Linked DNA regions of Pan troglodytes: region 2 is linked to region 1. A link is a contact called in public HiChIP or PLAC-seq data. All regions are on one chromosome and are shown on one strand. The core of a region is the stretch at or near the end of the contact, and the rest is flanking DNA. Distances in the headings are between cores, read along the strand shown.

Region 1 (6,920 bases), core at 1,357-3,856:
TTTGATAACTAGGGATGTGAGTGAAAAATATAGTTCATAGTACATATTAACTTACAGATATTGCCAAAAAATTATTGCATGCAGAAATGCGGTGATTTAAAAGTTTATAATTTTTTTTTCTTTTTTTGGGATGCAGTCTCACTCTGTTGACCAGGCTGGAGTGCAATGGTGAGATCTCAACTCACTGCAACCTCTGCTGCCTGGGCTCAAGCAATTCTCCTGCCTCAACCTCTTGAGTAGCTGGGATTACAGGTGCATGCCACCATGCCCAGCTAATTTTTGTATTTTTAGTACAGATGGGGTTTCACTGTGTTGGCCAGGCTGATCTCAAACTCCTGACCTCAGGGTGATCTATTTGCCTAGGCCTACCAAAGTGCTGGGATTACAGGTGTGAGCCATCACACCCAGCCAATTTTGTAATTTAGTTATATTTTCTTCAGAGCCCACGTAAAACAGAATAACCTGAGTGCAATGTATCCTTAGTAATATCTCATAATTATTCTCTATATGAAAATAAATCCCAATGTTTGAAGACTGCCTATTTTACAGCCTTTGTTATTCACACCTGATAGAACACTTAGGAAAGAACAACAAAGAAAACACCCAAAATAGATTACAATTGGATGGGTGTGGTAGCTCGCCTTTAATCCCAACACTTTGGGAAGCTAAGGTGGGAGGATTGTTTGAGTACAGGAGTTCAAGGCCAGCCTAAGCATCATAGTGGACCCCCGACTCTACAAAATATTTAAAAATTAGCAAGGCCTGGTGGTGAGGGCCCGTGGCCCCAGCTAGTTGGGAGGTGAGGCGGAAGGATTGCTTGAGCCCCAGAGGTTGAGGTTGCAGTGGGCAATGTTCCCACCACTGCATTCCATCCTGGGTGACAGAACTAGGTCCTGTTTCTAGGGGAAAAAAAATTACAACTTGAAGATAAAAAGTACATTTTCTACTTATTTTCAGAAGGCACTTAAAGTGAATTTGATATTACAATACACTTAGGAATTATTTTTTAAAAAAAGAATTTGAGAATGAGGACCAAGGTCTAATTTTTTTATCTTGCCCAAATTCCTATCTAAAGGGTCTGGGGAGTCATGCCCTACAAACCATAAATACTCATCAGATGGGTTTTATTTAGTCCTATATATCCTGTCTTACTTTCCAGTCTGACTCTGGAATAACATGTGACAAAGAAGAAAGTCAAAATATTTTACCCCAAAACATGTTTCTGTGCCATATTTTGAAATGGTCCTGCAAAGCTGTTCTTTGTGAGGGGTACATGTGCATCTGTAAAGAATCTCTGTTAACATAGCTAGATCTTTTTCTTCTAGGCCCTACCAATCCTGAAGAGATTAAGTAAGAATCTCGCACTGTTTAAAGGTCTGAATAGAAAACACTTATCATCTATTATCTCTAAGGGCAGCCAATAGAAGACTTGAAAACAACATTGGTCTCCACAATCTTTTACCTTAACGTGAACATTTCCTCTCCGTTGATCCCAGGTATTTAGACAAACTCAACCAATTGTCAATCAGAAAATGTTTCAATTTACCTGTAGCCCAGAAGTCCCTGCTTTGAGTTGCCCCTCCTTTCTGAACCAAAGCAGCGTATTTCTTAAATGTATTTGATTGATGTCTAATGCCTCCCTAAAATGTCTAAGAACAAGCTGTTCCCCATCACCTCGGACACATGTTCTCAGGACCTCCTGAGGGTCATTCATATTTAGCTTAGAATAAATCTCTTAAGATATTTTACAGTTTGAGTCTTTTCCACGACAAAAATAACTCATTTTAATTGCAGCATGAAATAACAAACGTAAGAAACAACTGGGCAACTTATATGCACTGTTACAATGTCAGTGCTTTTTTTAAATCACTTTTTTGTTTATTGAGACGGAGGAGGGAGCTCTGGGATAGAGGGTCTTACTTTGTCGCCCAGGCTGGCCTGGAACTCCAGGCTCAGCGATCCTCTCGCCCCTGCTTCCTGAGTAGCTGGGACCCCAGACTCCTGCCACCCCGCCCGCATCCCTGCTGTGTTTAAGCAGCAGGTGGTGACCTCACTCCTCCCTAGCCTGAGCCCTCTGCTCCACACCCCAGACGGTGGCCCTAGGGAAGTCTCAGGAGCTGAGCACAGTGTGGGCTGTCCCACTCCAGTGAATGGAGAATTGAAAGGGAGAGGATTTCTATTCTGTTCTGTGGACCGTCAGCATGAAATTCTACCTTTCGCTCAGGCACGGCTTTGCATTTCGCGTTCTAGTTTGCATTCCTGCCCTAGACAACTTCCAGGCTTTGGAATTAAATTGCTAAAATAAATTTCAATAGCAAGGAACTTTCCCGGATCCAATTACCGCCACACGGCGACTTCTCAGGGAGGTACTATTTCCCTGACTGCTGAGCTGCTCCAGCCTCACTGGCGGGAGTCACCTCTAAAACCTTGAAAACAGAGGCGCGGAGAGCGAGATGGAGAAAAGCTCAGGCCCCGCCCCTTTCCCGCCCCCGCGGACTCCTCACAGCCCAAGACTCTTCTCTCCCGCGCCAGGCCCCTTGTCCTTTGCACCCCGCCCCGGCCTCGCCCAGGCCCCGCCCACCTCTTCGGGGATCTGGCCCAGGTCCCGCCTCCGTCCTGCGCCGATTGGCACAGACCCGGAAGCGGATGGCGTGGACTGAAAGTTGCACCGCGGCGTGTGCGTTTCCTAGTTCTCTGGTGCTGCTATATAGGGGACGTGGGGTCCCCACAGACCTGCAAATTCCGGCCCCTCTTTTCTCAACCCAGAGCAAATTGAAACGTCCGGGTGAGAGTCCGTGAGTCGCTTCCTTTTGAGTTTAAAGTCGCCCTGAGGCTGGTCCCGTCCCCGGTCTTTCTGCAGTGGGGCCGTGCAGACACCTCCTGTCGCCAAACTTTCCTTCGCAAAACCCTTTCTGACGCGTCCTCCCGCCTCGCGCTGTTTCACGTCCTCACCCCGAGCTGGGTTCTCGCCCTGGGCAAGAGCGCTTCCCAGCCTCGCTCTAGTCGGCCCCTGGAGCGCAGCGTTGCAGCCCCGCAGCCCCAGGGTGGCCGGTGCTTTGTGGCCACTCCTAGGCTCTTTCCCTTTCCATCTGAGACGTGGTGGAAGTGGGAGGGCTACAGGGAGAGTACCCTTTGATCCTTTGTTACTACGGGTTGGGAGATGGGGTTATTCCTTTTGCTCTAGTTTTGCAAAGTTCACATTAATCGGCCTTAGATTCCCAGAGCCAGGACCCAGATTTTAACTTTTCTTCTTTGTTGTTGGAGATGGGTCTCTGTGCCTACAGACTAGTATAGCCTGTGCCTGGACTAGTATAGTATAGTATAGTCTCTGTGCCTGGACTAGTATAGTCCAGCGGGGGCCGTCCAGTCTCAATGAAATTCCGGATGAGCCTAGGCAGTCTGTAATTTAGAAAATTTACTTAATGAGTTCTTTTCAGTGTGGTTTAAGCCTCACCAAGTGACTGTCCCTGTTGTGCTGTTGTATACAACTTCTATCCTAAACAATTGAGCTTTCTTACGGGGATGGTGAAGTTTTTTCTTTCCTTAGCTACGTAGTATTGTCTAATAACTGAGGTTTTTAGGACCTAGAAGTTGCTAGTTTGGGCCTTCTGAACTGGAATTGTGTGAGGAACTGGATCAGTGGGCACCAACTCTCGGGCTTCCTAAGGCCATCGGTCTCCGACAGTAGTTCCTCCACGTACATAACAAGAAGTAACATTGAGGGAATGAGCTACATTTTCCGTTAACTGGAGAAACAAGTTCCTTGTCTTTTTTGGAAGCTCTGGTGCTGGCAGATTTAGCTCATTATAAAAGGCTTGAAACACTGGTTTGGGAAAGGGCCTGGGGACCTCCCCTCGGACTAAAATGGCAACTTGGGGGGTTACCCTTGTCCTATTGACCCTCAGGGTTACACCTTCTCTTTTTTTCTAACGGGGGTCTAGGGAATTAGTGATTAGTTCTAGTGGGTTACGGTGACTGCTAGCACAGGAGGGGTTGGCTTCTTTTTTTTGAAAGTGAACCGGGTCTTTTTTGTCCTTTTTCTAAGTAGCCTAAATAACACATGGGCAATAGGCAAATTTTCACAGACCTCTGCCTCATGACAAACATTTATTTTCTACTGTGCAGCTCCGTTCTTAGTTAAGAGATCCACATCTTAATCTGAGCTTGTTACTATTAATGGCTGCACAAGCATCAAATTTAAAGTTTCTTGTTTGGGGATTCTTTTTTCTTCTGTTCTAGTTATTATTTTACTTGTGTCACCTAGGAAAGGACCAGTTCTTAATCTTATTTGAAAAACGGTGGTTGCAGGGGGCTTAGATGGGTTATAACACATAGTAGGTTTGTCATTTCCTGGGCTACGTACCTTGTACTGAGTGGAATTATACAAATAAGATCCTTTTAACGTGCCTGTACATTCATAATAACTATAGAACAGAAAGATTGTTTTAATTTGCTGTCCTATCTCAGTGACCTGATGAATACACTGGGAACAGTCCTTAGTTTGAGGAAGGTCAGTTGAAGCCTTTACTGTACAAGTCTAAAATTTAAGAAAAATGAGTCCCACGATGAGCTTCCTCATGCTTCGACTGTGCGTCGGGCCAGTCAGCTTCCGGGTGTGACTGGAGCAGGGCTTGTCGTCTTCTTCACGGTCACTTTGCAGGGGTTATCTGGGCTTGGTCTTGCCTCCCAGGTTTCAGGCGCTGCAGGTTTTATATGGCTGTGGTGGATCCAGGCCGGGATTCCTTCTACCTTCACAGCGGTGGGAGTGGTCAGGATGACGGTCTGGGGTACTTTCCACTGGGGGCACACAGGGGCTACGTTCCAGTCCTTGATCCACACTCAATCACCTGGGGAGAAAGAGTGAACTGGGGAGAATAAGCTAATGGGGCATCTCTCATTTACCTGGGCTGAAATCATTTGTGTAATTTTTCCTAAGGCCTTAAGCTATTTTTGATAGTCCGATTTATTCGCTCCACCTTTCCAGAACTCTGAGGTCAGAAGGCAGCATGCAGTTTCCATGTGATCTTTAATACCTTTGCTGTCTTCTGTACTAAGTCAGCCACAAACTCCAGCCCGTTATCTGAACTGATTCGTAAGGGCCATCCAAATCTAGGAATAAGATCTCGAAGAAGCACGTGAGCTTTCTCAGTTCGTGTGGGATAAGCCTCCACCTACCTAGAGTAGGTACACACGAGAACTAGTAAATACTTGTTACTTCTACACTTTGGCATTTCTGTGAAGTCCACCTGGAGATCTTCAAAGGGGGCTGCTTCATAAGCTTGTATGCCGGGCAGAATGGCTGAACCCTGCCTCGCATTGTGCTGTCGGCAGGTTACACACCGCTGTGCCACGGTTTTGGCGAGGGCTGACAATTGTGAGCTGTAGAAGTACCAGCCTAACAACTGTTCAAGTGACTCCTGACCTAGATGGGTGGTTTCATGCACCTCCAGTACAACTGTGGCTCCTAGCAGCTGTGGCACAGGTACTGTCCTATTTGGTGACCGGATCCTTCCTTCTTCCATCACCTGTCTTCCCTCTGCCTGGAGAAAGTCTTTTTCTTCTTTAGAATAAGTAGGTACAAGGTCAGGTGCTTGAGGGAGCAGCGGGGCTGTGACTGATGCCCAGTAGGGTGTTTATGTTGCTTTTCGAGCTTCTGAGTCAGCTCTGGAGTTCCCTAACGCAACCGAGGTGGAAGCTCGCTGGTGTCCTCTGCAGTGCATGACTGCCACATTGTGGGGTTTCTATGCTGCTTCTAATAATTGCAAGATTTCTTGCTGATATTTTATGTCTTTTTCTCCAGAGTTCAACAGGCCCTTTTCTTTATATAATGCTTTATGCACTTGGAGGGTTAAAAAGGCATACTGAGACTCAGTGTGAATATTTTCAGTCTTACCTTCACTGAGTTCTAAGGCCTGAATTAAAGCAATGAGCTCGGCTTTCTGGGCTGAAGTGCCCTGGGACAACGATCTGGCATCAATGGCAGTGTCCAGGGTTACTACTGCATATCCTGCACATCTCTCTCCTTGTGGGCTGTTGAAGCTGCTCCTGTCCACGTATAGCTCCCAGTCTACTGATGCCCAAGGCTGGTCTCAAAGGTCAGGCCTGCTAAAGTAAACTGAGTCCAACGCCTCTACACAGTTATGCTCAACAGGGCTGTCTGATACCGGGAGTAAGGTGGCGGGGTTCAGGGTGTTACAAACTTCAATGGTTATGTGGGGATTTTCACAGAGCAAGCTTTGGTACTTGTTTAGTCTAGCATTCGTTAGCCAATGATGTCTTTTGGTATTCATTAAAGTCACCACAGCATGGGGGGCCTTTATGTTCAGGTTTTGCCTAAGAGTTAGTTTATCTGCTTCTTCTGCCAGCAGGGCAGTTGCTGCCAAGGCCTTCAAACATGAGGGCTAACCTTTAGAAACCCCATTTAGTTTCTTAGAGAGGCAGGCCACTGGCCTCGGCCAGGGCCCCACAGTTTGGATCAAAACTCTAACTGCCATATTTTCTCTCTCAGAAACATACAGCGTAAAAGGCTTTGTCAGGTCAGGTAAACCCAGGGCTGGGGCTGACATAAGATTTTCTTTTAACTCATGAAAGGCTTGCTGTTGTTGGGATCTCCGTTCAAAAGCTTCCTGGTCCTCCCCCTTTGTGACTCCATACAGAGGCTTGGCCAGTACTACAAAGTTTGGGATCCACGGTCTGCAGAACCTCACAGCACCTAAGAATTCTTTCACCTGCTTTCTGGTCTTAGGCTTCAGTAGGTTGCAAAAAGCCTGCTTTCCTTCTGATCCCAGGCTGTGCTCCCCCTGTTGGATAGTAAATCCTAGGTAATGTACCTGCTGTCAGCAGATCTGGGCTTTCTTCTTGGACAACTTATACCTACAGTCCTCCAAGGGCCAGAGTAGGGCATCCTTTCCCTTGGCACA
Region 2 (7,857 bases), core at 1,369-3,868, 180 kb before region 1:
GATAAAAACAATAACATCTCTTTTTTACCCTTGGAATGCTCAGTGGCAATTGGAAAAATTAATATATATAAATTTTCTTTTAAGAAAGAATATGACACATTCAGATTTTTTTTTTCCTGGCAGATAAACGACAAAGTTTGTATGTTCACCCTCATAACATTTTGATCATTTGAACTTGTGACCTCTCTACTGGAACTGTATTGAACTTCACCTAAAGTTTGGTTGAGAAGTGTTATGAGAGTGTTTGTTACATAATGTGGGTTTCTGGGGAAAGCTGGGTAGACTTCCAAAGCTGGTCCAAAAATGGCGTGAGAGCCCAGATAAGCAACTTGCTTGGTGTGTTATGGTTGATAAGGTGTGGGGATGGGTTAGAGGAAGCTTTGTGTGGTTGGAACGTCCATCTAGTGACAAAGGAGGAAGCACTCAAGCATGATCAGTTTGACCAAATGGGCAGAACAGGAAGTGCAGAGCTGTAAAAGCGTTAGTAGTACAACATCACAAAATGGAGACTGACGCTAGTACACTGAATTATTTACTCTGGAAAGTTCTGAATTCTTGGTTTGGGAAGACCCCAGTTTTCTTTTTTGTTTGTTTGTTTTGTTTTGTTTTTTGAGACGGAGGCTTGCTCTGTCACCCGGGCTGGCATGCAGTGGCGTGATCTCGGCTCACTGCAACCTCTACCTCCCAAGTTCAAGTGATTCTCCTGCCTCAGCCTCCCAAGTAGCTGGAACTACAGGCATGTGCCACCACGCCTGGCTAATTTTTGCATTTTTAGTAGAGACAGTTTCACCATGTTGGCCAGGCTGGTCTCGAACTCCTGACCTCAAGTGATCCACCCGCCTCTGCCTCCCAAAGTGCTGAGATTACAGGTGTGAGCCACCACGCCCTGCCCTAGTTTTCTTGATAGTAATATTCTACATTTATTTTTCCGCTGTACCCATAGGACTCATTAAAAATAACACAACTGTTGAAAATGTTTTTGAAATCCTGTTTAGTTATAATGCCTAAGATGTTTTTATACTAACTCAGTGAAAATCTGTGGAAAAGTTTCTTACATAATAAATATGATTAAGCAGTTTTACTGGAAGGGCATTTCTCCAAAGGCTATGGAAATGTTATTTTCAGTTTATGGTATTGAGCAATATATTTCATGGTTTATGTTCAATTGTAGTAAACTTACTTTTTATTTTTTAATATGATTTTTCCTTTTATTTTTTTCTTTCATATATTGTAACCCAGATGAAACGTTTAATATTTTGTTAAAGTGAAAACTATACGGTGTATATAAATAAGCGTGTTGTTTGGAGATAAAATTGTGTGACATGAAAATGTACATAAGACAATAGCAGGTATAAACTAGGTTCTCTATAAACATGAAAAAAGGGTATCCCTGTGAGTCTTTAGTTCAGTGAATGTGCTGGGATGATACGTTAGAAATACTGGAAAACTATTCTTTAGGCGAAAAGAAATCCAATTGTCATGTGGTGACTATTTTCCACACTCTGTTATCCACATCTGATAGAACATTAAGAAACAGGAAACAAAAAAAAGACCCAATATAGATTACAATTTTAAAATAAAAAGTACTGTGTCAAGTTCCCTTCAGAATGCCCATAAAGTGAAATTGAAATTACAGGATATTTAGAAATTATTGACTTAAGCATATTTTGATGCAAAAAACATTATGTCAAAGTTGTTTGTGGTTAAGTCATTTCAAGTGTGGAACGGAATAACGAATATAAGCAAAAATAATGCAGTTTATCTCTAGTTTTTAAAAATTCACAGGGTTTAAATCAGTAGTTGACTGGGCACAGTAGTTCACTCCTGTAATCCCAGCAATTTTGGGGGCCCAGGCAGGAGGATTGCTTGAGGTCAAGAGTTGGAGACCAGCCTGGGCCGAGACTCCCATCTTTACAAAAATATATGTTTTAAAGAACAATAAAGCAGCCCTTGGTGATCTAACTTATCGGCCTTAACCTTCCCATGAATTGAGCACAGGCTTGACTCTTCCACTGGGGAGAATGGGGATTTGAAATGCAAAGGAGGTTCTGTTGGGCTACTGCATTAAATTGCATATCCGTCCAGGTAGGATGCTGCATTTCCCATTCTACTTTGAATCATCCTCAGAGATAATTTCCAGACATTTTAGTTAAATTAAATACATTTTAATTGCAGGAATTGCTGGATCCAATCGCCGTGCCTCGTGGATCCTCCACTAAGATCCCAGTTCCCAGACCGAGATCCCCGATTCCCAGATCCCCGTTCCTGAGCTGCAGCAGACTCCCTAGCAGAACTGGGTCCAACCCGCCGGCAAACAATTTTAACATAAACCGTTTTCAACTTGGTAAGAGGAAATCATTTTGGTTTCTATCATAAGTGGTCCACGTAAGTCTATTCTTTCACCTTAAAACTGCTTCAAATTGGAACGGTGCTCCCGGGGACATGGTGAACACTCCAGGGTTTCCAAACCGGGAAAAATGAGACTGCGAGCTAGGGAGGCTGAGGGAAGCGCAGACCCCGCCCCTGGCTCGCCCGCCCCAGCTCCGCCCCAGCGTTTCGTCCGCAGACTCCGCCTCTCCCCAGGCCCCGCCCCCAGAGTGCCCGGGCTCTTTTCCGCGCACGCGCAGTTTTCTGCAGTTCCGGAAGCGGATCGTGTTGGGTGCAGGTGACGCCGCCGAGCGTGAGTGTCCCTCAGTATGGATTAAACTTGCGAACCGCCGTGCCCCGTTTCCGCAGCCAGTTCCCGGGCTCGCTACAGACCTTTTTTTTTTTCTTTTTTTTTTTTTTTTTTGGTGAGACGGAGATTTACTCTTGTTGTCCAGGCTGGAGTGCAATGGCGCGATCTTGGCTCACCGCATCCTCCGCCTCCCAGGTTCAAGCGATTCTCCTGCCTCAGCCTCCCGAGTAGCTGGGATTACAGGCATGTGTCACCACGCCCGGCTAATTTTGTATTTTTAGTAGAGACGGGGTTTCACCGTGTTGCCCAGGCTGATCTCGAACTCCTGACCTCAGGTAATCCGCCCGCCTCGGCCTCCCAAAGTGCTGGGATTACAGGCGTGAGCCACTGCGCCCGGCAGCTACAGACCTTAAGATCCCCGCACCGCGCCCTCCACCCCAGCTGACTCGCGGTGTGGGTTCGGAGTCGCTTCTCTTTGGGTTGAAGTCGCTCTGAGGCTTCTCCCTGTCCCCGGCCTTTCGCGTCTTCCTCCCGCTTAAAACCCTTTCCTGACCCCTCCTCCCGCCCCGGGCTTTTTAAAGTCCTCACCCGCGAGGTGGATTCCCGCCCTGGGCGCCTCCCAGCCTCGCCCTCGTCGGCCCCTGGAGCGCAGCTCCTCAGCCCCGGTACCGGGGAGGCCGCGCCTCTGCCTGGTCCTGGCATCCTGCAGACCCCACCCCTCTCCTAAGGCGCCGTCGCCCCGCCACCTCCCTCCTCCTCGTGTCGGGCCCTGCTGCTCCCCAGGCCTCCCCTTCGCAGTCACCGCTTCTCCTGAGCCCGCGCTGGGGAGGTGCCCGGGGCCTGTCCTGTGACACCCGGTGTTCTTGCCTGCCCAGCTCCAGCCCCTGGAAAATGCGCTCCTCCAAGATGCAGGCGTCTTAGTCCAAACCCTCCTGTGAATGTGTGGACCAAGGGGATTAGCAGGTAGAGAAAGGGGCAGAGACAGAGAGAGAAGTAGAAAAACTGAGAGGAAAGAGTGAGGGAAACCCGTAAACAGATGGCAAAGTAGAGGATGGGCGAGGGATTTGCAGATGGTAAGAGAAGGAGCTGAGAAGGCAGAAGGAGAAAAGCGACTGGGGAAATGTAGAGAAAAGCTCGATGTCCAGAGAGATGAAGGACAGCAAGGTAGGGAGAGGGCCAGAAAGTGGGAGGCTCCTCAGACAGAGTCCGGGAGAGGAGGAGGGATTTGGAACCAGGGCAGACAAGCAGCGTGGTGCTGGGACAGCAAGAGGGGACAGCCGGTGACGAGGAGGGCAGAAGGAGAACCACAGCAGGGGGAGGCCTGGGATCCGGGGGTGCCAGAGAGTGGGGCGAGAGGTGTAGAAGGGAAGAGGAGATTCAACAGAGGGAGCAGAGATGGGAGAAGAAAGAGGCAGAAATATATGGAGACTGGGGACAATGAAAAGATTGGGGAGAAAGAGGAATCAGAGTTGAAACAAGGCCCCAGAATGGGACAGAACAGGTGCAAGCGGAGGAAGAAGGGGAGAAATAGCAGGAGATGAGAGGGGCTCAAAACGACGCGCAAAGAACCAGGGGAAAAACACAGAAAATAAAAAATAAGCTAATGTGAGGATGAGAGCTATGTAGAGGATGAGGGAGGGAAACACACAGTATGGAACCAAGAGAGGGACCCTGAGTCCAGGTGAGTGGTGCGTTGATTAGATGTGATGATGACATTGTGACATTGGTTTCTGGGTTTATAATAATGCAACACATTTAAAATACGTTTACTTAAATTATGCAGTTGCAAATGAGAATGGAAGAAACTCCTTTATGTAAAATGCGTAAGATGTGCATTTGACAATTATTAGTATTAGGGTATAGCTTCATTTGCAATCACTATTCAAACCAGAGAGCAGTGACTTCGCTCATTTAGTTTTGAGTCCACCCACTTCCCTTTTCCTGGAATAGGGTAGGGTGTGGGTGAGTGTATGAACTAAGAGGAAAAAATATTTTTCCTTTGATTTTCTTTCCTGTGACACTCAGTACAACAGGGCACATTCTACACAGTGTCTCGCCTCCACTCACGAAAATGTGTGCGGATTTCTCCCACCAACAACCCATTCTCTATCAGACACTAACTGAGTGTCCTATAGTTTAACTCAATTCTGAAACTCTCTACCTGGAGTTAGCATCAGATCCCACTGATTGAGGCTCAGTTCCACGAAATTGCCCCCGCATCAGGTGCCAGTTGTAAGTCTCCCGTTGGTACCTGAACTTCTGAGCGACCAGCTACACATTGGGGATTCCCTTGACATCCCCCTCCCCACCACCTCAGGTTCTATTAATTTGTGAGGGCGGCTCAAAGAACTCAGGGAAAACACTTCACTTAGTTTACACATTTGTTATGAAGGATATTACAGAAGATACAGATGAACAGTCAGAAGGAAGAGCTGTCCTAGAAAGTTAATCAAAGCCGAGGAGGGGTTAAGAGAACCACAGTATTTATCAGGTCATTCAAAAGTATAAGTGACAGTTACCACTGGCATACTGTGTCTGAAGTGGGGGGCAGTTTTAGACTGAGCTCTGAACCTGTAGCACCTTGTCATGCAGTCTTTTTTTTTTTTTTCTTTTTGAAACAGTCTCGCTCTGTTGTCCAGGCTGGAGTGCAGTGGCGCAATCTTGGCTCAAGGCAGCCTCTGCCTCCCGAGTTCAAGCGATTCTCCTGCCTGCCTCAGCCTCCCAAGTAGCTGGGATTACAGGTGTGCACCACCACACCCAGCTAATTTTTGTATTTTTAGTAGAGACGAGGTTTTGCCATGTTGGCCATGCTGGTCTCTAACTCCTGGCCTCAAGTGATCCTCCTGCCTTGGCCTCCCAAAGTGCTGGGACTACAGGCGTGAGCACTGTGCCCGGCCCATGCTGTCTTGTAGATAATGTCAGAGTTGAATGAAATTGTAGGACCCCCGCCTCACCCCCCTGAGCTGGGAGTCCCCTGGGAGTCCCCTGGTCATTGTGGGAAAAGCCACACACACATTTTGGTGACTAGAGGTGAAGAATTCTGTGTTTAGTGTGAGAGCAGAATGTAGAGTTGGGTTTTTTCCTGTCTCAAAGACTAAAGGAAAAGACCTCCAAGTGGCCCACCCACCTGTCAGGACCTGTGATCTCTACTCAGTCGTGACTGGGAATGGCCTGTTCCTGCTTCTGGCTGCTGCTGGCCCTGCAATTGTGTACCATGTACCAGCCTCACTCACAGTCTCAGGACAATATGCGTGCCATCAATTTTAACTTTTTTTTTCCTTCACAATCTGTAAAGCTTTCAAAATTTTAACTGCAAGGGAATTCATCCCTGTACCCAGGGAGTGGTGTTCTCCATTAAGACACGTACACAGGGCTGGGCACAGCGGCTTACACCTGTAATCACAACACTTTCAGAGGCCAAGGTGGGAGGATTGCTTGAGTCCAGGAGTTCGAAACCAGCCTGGGCAACATAGCAAGACTCCGTCTCTACGAAAAATAGAAAAAAATAAGCTGGATGTGGTGGCTTGCACCTGCGCTCCCAGCTACTTGCAAGGCTGAGGTGAGAGAATCGCTTGAACACGAGAGCTTGAGGCTGCAGTAAGCCATGTTCATGCTGTCACACTCTAGCCTGGGCAACAGAGTGAGACCCTGTCTCAAAAACAAAAAACAAACACACACACACACACACACACACACACACACACACACACACACACACACAGAATAAAGTCTTTTTTTCTTCTACGCTCCATCTTTAAAACAAAAAATACTCTAAATTGGCCAGGCACGGTGGCTGACGCCTGTAATCCCAGCACTTTGAGAGGCCAAGGCAGGTGGATCCCTTGAGGTCAGGAGTTCGAGACCAGCCTGGCCAACATGGTGAAACACGTCTCTACTAAAAATACAAAAATTAGCCAGGCATAGTGGCACGCGCCTGTGATCCCAGCTACTCTGGAGGTTGAGGCAGGAGAATCGCTTGAACCTGGGAGGCGGAGGTTACGGTGAGCTGAGATCACGCCATTGCACTCCAGCCTGGGTGACAAGAGTGAGACTTCATCTCAAAAAAAAACAAAACAAAACTCTAAACTACCTTTCAGTCTGTAGTAAGTACTCCTCTTCTATGCTCCATTTAAGAGCACAATACACTACAATTTTTTTTTTTTTTACTTTATGTTCAATTCTTGCCTTCAGTCCTTGCTTGAACTCTTGCTTGAATCAAGCTCTCATACCCAACATTCCACTGATCCTTTCTTTTTCATTTACCAGTGATGGATCCATTTGAAATTCAATGTTTAATTTCCTGTCATCTTTTCCATTCCTATCAGTAGCATGTGGCACAGTTGCTCACTTTCTCTTCTATTTTCTTGGCTTTTAGGACATCCCGTTAAGCTTTACACATCTATTTGTTGTAATTTTCTTGTTGCCTCCCTAATCACATTATGCTTTCCTCTTCTTGTGTCTCCAGAACTTTCTGTTCTCTGAACATGGGCTTAGTCCTCCAGCCACTTTTTTCTCTGTCCACACTCATTGCCTTTCCTTATCAACTCAGTTCATGGCTTTGAACCCCACCTGCACAGCTTCATGTCACCTGCAGGCCTCTCCTGTGAACTCTAGATCCTGCATCTAGGCCTCCCAAAGTGCTGAGGTTACAAGACGTGAGTGACCGTGCCTGGCTAAATTTATTACTTTTTTTTTTTTTAAGAGAAATGGGGTCTCACTATGTTGTTTAGGCTGGTCTTGAACTCCTGGCCTCAGCTGATCTTTCTGCCTCAGCCTCCCAAAGTGCTAGGATTATAGTGTGAGCCACCACGTTCAGCCTCTACCTTTTGTTTCTGAGGCCTGAGATTGGCCTGCAATGCACAGAGAGGTGAGGGAGGCTGTTCTCTGCATGGGGTTTGGTCAGGGCTTGGTCTGTGCCCTGAATGGGGGAGCTCAGTCCAGCCCAGCTCCCAATTGCTGCAGCGTGTGTGTGGGCTTCTCCAGGAGGAGAGCGGGTTCTGAAGAAAGGGGTCAGAAACTCACTTATTAATCTTCTCATAGGAGCTTCTTGTCCCTGCATTGCCCTGGTGCAGTGGGCAGCTGAGACCATCTTTCCACAGGGTGAGGTCTTCCCTGTGTGTGTGTGATTGTGGCATAGGAAGGGGATGTGTTGATTCTGAGCAATAAACAGCACATTTTCG

Evidence for each region. HiChIP or PLAC-seq counts read pairs in DNA pulled down with a chosen protein or histone mark.
Region 2: a contact with region 1 is called in an H3K4me3 HiChIP or PLAC-seq map of stem cell-derived excitatory neurons, with 3 times the contacts expected there. The contact joins the promoter of ZNF347 here to the promoter of LOC748668 in region 1. A contact is called at or near these places in 1 of 7 Hi-C or Micro-C datasets (stem cell-derived neural progenitor cells) and 1 of 1 datasets of contacts at active chromatin or transcription factors (stem cell-derived excitatory neurons).

Annotation. Positions count from the first base shown.
Region 1 is chr20:55,818,381-55,825,300 of NHGRI_mPanTro3-v2.0_pri, reverse strand. It overlaps LOC748668 (zinc finger protein 816), which reads left to right and starts at 2,606. Exons shown (of 4, transcript XM_063802223.1): 1 at 2,606-2,785. It overlaps LOC129137969 (large ribosomal subunit protein eL39-like), which reads left to right. Exons shown (of 1, transcript XM_054672745.1): 1 at 1-2,413.
Region 2 is chr20:55,994,182-56,002,038 of NHGRI_mPanTro3-v2.0_pri, reverse strand. It overlaps ZNF347 (zinc finger protein 347), which reads left to right and starts at 2,618. Exons shown (of 5, transcript XM_009436195.4): 1 at 2,618-2,680.